Regions from separate parts of the Mus musculus genome. Here region 2 is linked to region 1. The links are chromatin contacts, called in public promoter capture Hi-C maps. All regions are on one chromosome and are shown on one strand. Each heading gives the region's core, a stretch centred on a gene start, on an enhancer-like site or on the middle of the called end of the contact. The rest is flanking DNA. Distances are from core to core; before and after follow the strand shown.

Region 1 (3,588 bases), core at 697-3,196:
GCAACCATGTGTACAGGATTGTATGGATGCATGTATAAGTGAGGATGTATGCACCCCTGTGTGATTGTGGAGGCCAGAGGACCACCATGGTGTTGTTATTAGGCTCTGTTGACCTTATTTTTGAGATAGGTTTCTGACTAGCCTTGAACTTGTCAAGTAGGTTAGACTGGCTGGCCAGAACGTCAAGCCATTTCCATTTTCCACCTCTAGGATTACACCTGTATATGCCACACTTGGCTTTTTCATGGGTAGATTCTGGGGACTAAACTCAGGTTCTCTTTGGAAACACATCACTGACTGGGCATTTCCCCAGCTCACTAGTAATTCTTTTAACGTGGTTCAGAGCAGGAGATCATATTTATTCTCTTGGAAACTTTAATTTAATTTTTATCATCAAAGTCATTATCTTCACTTCCTGGGACAGAAAACAATTATTCCCATAAAATATATGACCTGATGAAAGGCAAAATAAAATAAAATGCTGAGTTCCTTCCCCTGAATAAAAATGTCTGTTCTCTAGTAAAAACCCCAGACTTAAGAAATTAGATCAACCTTGGTCCAAGTAATTTAAACATAGCAGAAGGTAGATTCTATCGACCCAAGTGTAGCTTGGAATACTTTATTGTGGCTTAGTTAGGCTCATCATTATTTCTTGAAGTGAGGAGTGTCAATTTAGACCCAGACATAAAGAACATAATATCTATTTTTTAAAGTGACTTTTAATTAAACTTAAAAGCAATTTATTTCAGTTTAATTTTAGTTGACGTTACTTTTAATATATAAGGTAAATACATAGCAATGGGTTTTAAAGCCTAGAATTTTTAGTAGAATAGTGTTTAAAGCACAAAAGGGTAAATTCTGGCACAGACTAGAAGCAATGTTAACCAATAAAACAGGCTCACCTGTGCATCAGCCAGCATGACATCCTTCAGCATGGGCTGACCCTTCGGCTCGCCATTTTCCATTTTCACATAGTGCACCTGATATCCTCTTATCTGGCCATGCTGCTTATTGGGCACAGGTGAGCGCCACGAGACTTTAACAGCTGTGGCGTTGACAGCCTCCACCTCGACTTTTCGAGGAGGACCACTTGGAACTGCAACAACATCATGGGTAAAAGACAATTATAGGCACTCGTCACCGGTGCAGCAAGAGTGCTTTCTTTACAAAAATGGGTAGACCCACTATGCTTCATTGAAGAACACAGACATCTTCAACTAAGGAAAATGATCAACCAATCTGCTCTACATTTTAAGAAAAGATCAAAAAACATGACCGATGCAAAAACCAAAATGGAAGAAGAAGAAAAAAAAAAGAGTATCAGAGAAATAGAAAAACATGTAAAAAAAATGTACAAAAGCCAAGGAAGATGCTTTGAGGTCCAAAGCATTAAAGCACAAAGAAGTATTGTACTGAAATAATAACAAAAACAGATTGTTGACAGTTGTGTGTTTTTTAACATTTTTGTTTTAATAGCAGAATAAAAAGATTCTTGACTATATGGATTCTTCTCTCTTTTTTTTTTCTCATATCAAGAGGTCGTTCCATACAACAGGTGCCAAAAATCACAAGACAAAAGACAGTAAGAAGGTGGCAGTTTTGAAAGTTAATTCCACAATGAAAGAGAATTTAATAAAAAATGCCAAGAAAAACACAGGAGACATTACTTGGAGGTACAGAGAAAATCTGGATCATAGGACCATAAGAGCAAAGTGTCCCTTTAAAAGGTAGAAAATTGTTGAATTGAAATTGAACAAGAAAATAAGAAAAATAGCCCAGGATTAGGAAAGACAGGTCTTTGGCCAAAAGTTACATAATAAAAATGTTGGATCAAAAATGATGAGCAGAAAAAATTTTAAAAAGAATAACTGTTAGCCTATCCAAAGCAGACCCAGACTGTGTCAGAGGAGCGAACTGACGGAGCGGAGGCAACATACCATCTTCATCGGTTCGAATCAACACGGACAAGCTCTCAGGGCCAGGGCCGACATCTGTGTGGGCAGTCACAGTGATCCGGTATTCAGTCCATTTTTCCAGCTGTTCCAAAAGGTACTTGGTAGTATCCGAAGGAATTCCCAAAATCTCATGAGGCTTGAAGTCTTCCCCATCCACTGCAGCATACTTGAGGGAGTATTCAGTGATAATGCCATTCTGTTTTTCCACTGGTGGAGGTTGCCAACTTACCAAAATACTAGTGGAACTTGGGCTGGTACAACTAATATCTTGAGGAGGAGCTGATGGCTCTTATTTTGGTAGTGAGTTAAAGGAGGATTTGAGTGAAAGGACAGGAGTGGTTGGAAAAAAATGATAAAACAAAAGAAAAGGCAAAAATAAATAAACGAACAATAAGGGCAGAAAAAAAAACCAAAAACAATACTTTGAAACTTAAAATTTTTAACATAAATTTATGAACCTTGGCTTAGTAACATGAGTAAACAAAAAATATGAACCAATGGTCAAAATAACTGTTAAATAATGAATGGGGGAGATGTATGGAAATGAAACCATGTGTCAGAGATCCTCAAATAAAATCACCTACCTGCATTTTAAATTCTTCTTCTAAACCAATTCCTTGATATCTCCCATCCCCACTAAACTGACTAGCACCCCAAACATCAAATAATTGATGGAAACCCGAGATTTCAGAAATACCATTTCCATATCTATTCTATGTCCTTTCCACATTCTAGAATAAAGAAAATCCATCCATTGCACTCACTTGTGGAAGGACGTTTAAGTGAACAAAATAAAGTAACTGATAGATGCCCTCCTATTGAAGTCAATGAAGAAAAACAAAAAAAAAAAAAAAAGAAAACAAAAGAAAAAAGAAAAACTCAACAAACATAGAAGGGCTTACTATCTAAAAAGTCTAAGTCAGCCTGACCAGTTTTAACGGAAAGCGTTAATCTAACATTGATTGTAGCCAAAATAAAATGAGCATGCAGAATCATTAAGGAATGAGAATGCGCAGGCTGAGATTTACCTACCGAGGGCAAGGTCAGGCTTGTTGGTTCTGACTGTACTTACCCTATTGTCAGCTCTCAGCTTTTTTATTATAACTCTTCTCGTGACACCATTGCTAGTAAAGAATTAGATCCCACCAGCAAAATTTGGTAAAACTGGTATTAATCAGCTATCCCTTACAAAAGGTCAATAACACAGCAATTAAAAATACCTAGTTAACCTCCCCCAAAGAATCATGATTTATATTATTTATATATTTATATAGTTTATATTCAGTTTCTTTCCTTTTTTTTTTTTTGGATGCAGTAATTCATCGAAAGCAGATTTACATAAGAGCTAAAACACACACTTTTACTGTCCATTCTAGCATAAGACAGACATCTTCTGAGCAATTATTTCCCATCAAATTACCCCTATACATCACAATGTCAGGAAATACAGTTAAAATACTACACACAAAAATCCCACACAGTAGCTGTAAAATTGTTCGAGATAAATTGAGTGGATGGTTAATTGTTAATACTTATTAAAGAGTGAATGGCAGCATTATAAACCATCACACTTTCCATCACAAACAATGTTTTAGACAATATTTATAGAAAACAACATGTTCTGGGCATTGTG
Region 2 (3,588 bases), core at 550-3,049, 270 kb after region 1:
GTCCATAAGGTGATCAATGTTAAAACCAGAACACAAATATGTACCTACAAAATGATTTTTAATTATGTAAAACACAAAGTACATTTGTGCACTGACACTCAGAAGTCAATGGATAATGGCATACATCCAGGAAATGGCATCAGGCACAGTGTTTGTTGAGTGTATTTCCCAATAAGTTAGAGGCTTTTCGCCTTAGTAAGTCTCTAAGTGAGAATGACTGGTGTTTTCAACCAAGAAATATGAAGTCCTTAGCTTAATTTGCTAGATAGTTTTCTAAATCTATATGCCTGATTTCATTTTTACCTTCAAGTAACTCTGTAGGGTAAATACCATTATTAGCACCATTTTGCAGATAAGGAAACCAAGGCTTGCTGAAGTTACAGAACTTGCCTAGGGTGATACTGTGACAGAGATAGGAATTAAGCCCTCTGTCATGCTGACAAAGTTGCTCAAGGTGAAGCCAGCAGAGTTTCACTTGAGAGTGGCCAATAGTTTGGGTTTTTTATGCTGTTGCATTGACAAAAGGCTCTGGTCCATTTTCACATCAAGTGCTGCTCTAATGACTGAGGTTTGTTGTGGGATTTTCAAGGCCACTCATAGGCTATAGGAACCAAAGATAGGACAAAAACAGCAGGTAAGGAAATATTAACTTCCAAAAAGAAACACTGAAAACCTGAGTACCAGGATACGTCATATTCACATCACTGAGTCAGGACTTTGCCTCCTAATGCACCTTAAAGTTTTTATTTTACTCTCATATCCAGGTTCCTCTGCAGTTCACAGAAGGTGCATGCACCTGACCTCTAATGATAACTCACCCTCCATCCTAATGCTATTCTGAAGCTGTAAAACCATGAATTAGCAACAAATCCCCCACTCTTTGCCCCTTCAGCCCTTGGAGTTTAACTCCTCTCACATTACAGTATTTATTGAATTTCCCAGCCAAACGGTGTTCTGCTCCATAAAATTCTGACAAGTGGACTCTGCCAAGCTAATAATGGCTTCATTCTGCTGAAATAAACTTATTTCACTGCGGCAAACAAAACGCCATGACCTGGAAAGGTTATTTTTAACTGGGTAATGACTCAGTCCCAACCAAGCATTTCCCTCAAGGTTCCCTGTTTTAAATAAGTTACATTTCTTAAATATAAATGTATGTTATTATGTATGTTCTTGTCTGTCAATCTTCCACAATAAAGTGAAAGTGGATATTTTCATTGCTTAAAGTGTTTGATTCCATTATTCAATAGCTGGTGAGCTTATCAGAGCAGCTGTCCTGAGCTCCTGTCCTACAGAATCACCCAAAGAACCGGGGAGGAAAATAGATAAATAAAAGTGCAAAGTTCTTTTAAAGCAGAATCTCGGTTTGGCTCTGAGTTTGCTTTCAAATTCTTTAAATTCCGAACCATTTTCCAAAGTGCCTCTCAAAAATGGCTTTCTTATCACACTATTTTTTAAAATGTGAATAAATCTTGCTAAGGTCGCTTAGGCTGTTTACCAAATAAAGGTATACCCGGACAGATTTATCTGTATCCTCATTAACTAACATTTTACCTAGTTCTTACATCACCCTCAAACACACAAATTGAAAAGCAAATCCAACTTCAATTTTCTCCATACTGTTTTTAGGTTTCAGAGTGATCACCGTACTGTAAGATACGCAAAATCAAACAAATGAAGAAACAGAAACAAATGCCATGATGAGGTCAAATTTTCTCCAAGTTTCAAATGATCAGGGAGTCCAAAGGCTCAATTACAACAGCTGGGATCTTGTACCAACATGCTGCACCCTGCCAGCCCTGCCTTCTGAGACTAATAAAAGAGAAAAACCCTTGACAGAGAACAGCTGGGCTCCTTATGAAGCTGTTCAATAGAAATGAGGAGGCCACCCACAGCCCACCAGAACTCATGGCTGAGTGTGTAGGCACAAAAGCACAAAAAGAAGTCTGGTAAGATGGAACATGTATTTAAAAGAGACTGAAACCAAGAAATGGCAGTGACTAATGCGGGAGAGTTGCTGATTTCCATAGTAAAACGGTGTTACAGTCAAATCTGGCAAAGCTAGCATAGACAGGAGCCATAAGGCTAACTGAACAGAAACTTCATTCGTGCAGAAGGGAATATAGAAAATTTTAATCTGACTAGGGTCTCTGAAGACAGGATCTTTTGGTGAATTCCCTTAGCTGTGGTTCTGCCCAAACCTGAATACCCTTTGGATGACCTATAGTGGGTTTTCAATCTTTCAGTAAAAGGTTGCAATATAAAATGCCTTCCTAGTGCTTCCTGCCAATTCCTCTGCCACCAGATTGCAGAGGGCCTTGGCTACCAACAAGAACTTTCCCAGTCAAAGCCATGCCACAGAACCATTGTCAATTAGCCAAAGGAATAAAGGGCATGGAAAAAAAAATCATCAAGCCACACATGGAGATTGCAAAGTGGGTGGTGGCTACACTGTGCATAAATCCTTCACGTGAATGAAATCAGGGTTTCATGCTAGGTAAGTTAAGGTTAGATGTGCAAACTTAGGGAAACTACCATCAGAAACACAGCAAAAGCACACAGAACCCCAAAACTCTCCAGTCATTTTGGAAAGAAAACCAGGCAAGTTTCTAGGCATACGAGAAAGAAAACAAAAGCTATTACCCTTTTCCTGAATACCATGTTCTTTTAAGACTATATAAGTCACCTTTAATTGTTAAAAATGGGTCACAAACACCAGAGTTTGAGAAGGCATTTAACTTAGTGGTGTGTGTGTATGTACGAGAGAGAGAGAGAGAGAGAGAGAGAGAGAGAGAGAGAGAGAGAGAGAGAGAGAGAGAGATTTGATTTTGGCTTTGTTAGTCAACATAGAGAATGTTACAGGATCACCTAAAACAAATAATGAAGCTGAACATTGTGGTCATTTCCACCTTTACATGTGCTAGAAAATAATTTGCTTTTGAGATGTGTCCCAGAATCAAAATACAGAAAGGGTTGGAATTACATGCTTGAAGATGCATGGGAATAAATATGAATGTCTTTTTATGAAGAACTATGAAGTGATTCTTGATGCCCAAGTCTATTATCTGTCCTGAGATTCTTATGCCTCAAAATGACACAAGCTTGGTTCCCAGTACTTAATGGCAGGTAGTTCATAGCCACCTGTAACTTCAAAGGATCCAAAGTATTCTTTTGGGCTCATTAGGCACCTACACTCACATACACATAACTACATACAGGCATACATAGTTTTAAAATAACAAAATATGGGACTAGGGAGATGGCTCAGCAGCTAAGAGCATTGGCTGCTTTTCCAGAGAACTCTGGTTCAAGTCCCAGCATTCACATGCAACCTCACAATTGGTTCTTACTCCAGTCCTATGGTATCTGATGCCCTCTTCTGGCCTCCAAAGCACCATGCACATGAGATACATAGACATATAAGCACGCAAAATATCAATACACATAAAATAAATAATGATAAATAGATAAAATCAAATCAATATTGGTTCTAGAGAAAGTTCAATCATCAAGAACATTTATTGCTCTTGTAGAGGACCTGGGATTGGCTCCCAGCACGCAACTGATGTCTCACAACCATCTGTAACA

The links. Capture Hi-C pulls out chosen DNA fragments and counts their contacts.
Region 2: a contact with region 1 is called in a promoter capture Hi-C map of adipose tissue, with 2.3 times the contacts expected there. The contact joins two enhancer-like sites. A contact is called at or near these places in 1 of 484 Hi-C or Micro-C datasets (liver) and 1 of 9 other capture datasets (adipose tissue).

What each region holds. Positions count from the first base shown.
Region 1 is chr4:76,098,510-76,102,097 of GRCm38.p6, forward strand. All of the region lies in intron 22 of Ptprd (protein tyrosine phosphatase, receptor type, D), which reads right to left. Among named protein-coding and RNA genes, the nearest start is that of Gm46893, 240 kb to the right of the region's middle. Within about 2 kb of position 1,947, at least 1 of the 459 cell types and tissues checked has an H3K27ac peak or open chromatin away from gene starts, as enhancers often do. A contact at or near this core is called in adipose tissue, where this site is marked.
Region 2 is chr4:76,368,357-76,371,944 of GRCm38.p6, forward strand. All of the region lies in intron 10 of Ptprd (protein tyrosine phosphatase, receptor type, D), which reads right to left. Among named protein-coding and RNA genes, the nearest start is that of Gm46893, 32 kb to the left of the region's middle. Within about 2 kb of position 1,800, at least 75 of the 459 cell types and tissues checked have an H3K27ac peak or open chromatin away from gene starts, as enhancers often do. A contact at or near this core is called in adipose tissue, where this site is marked.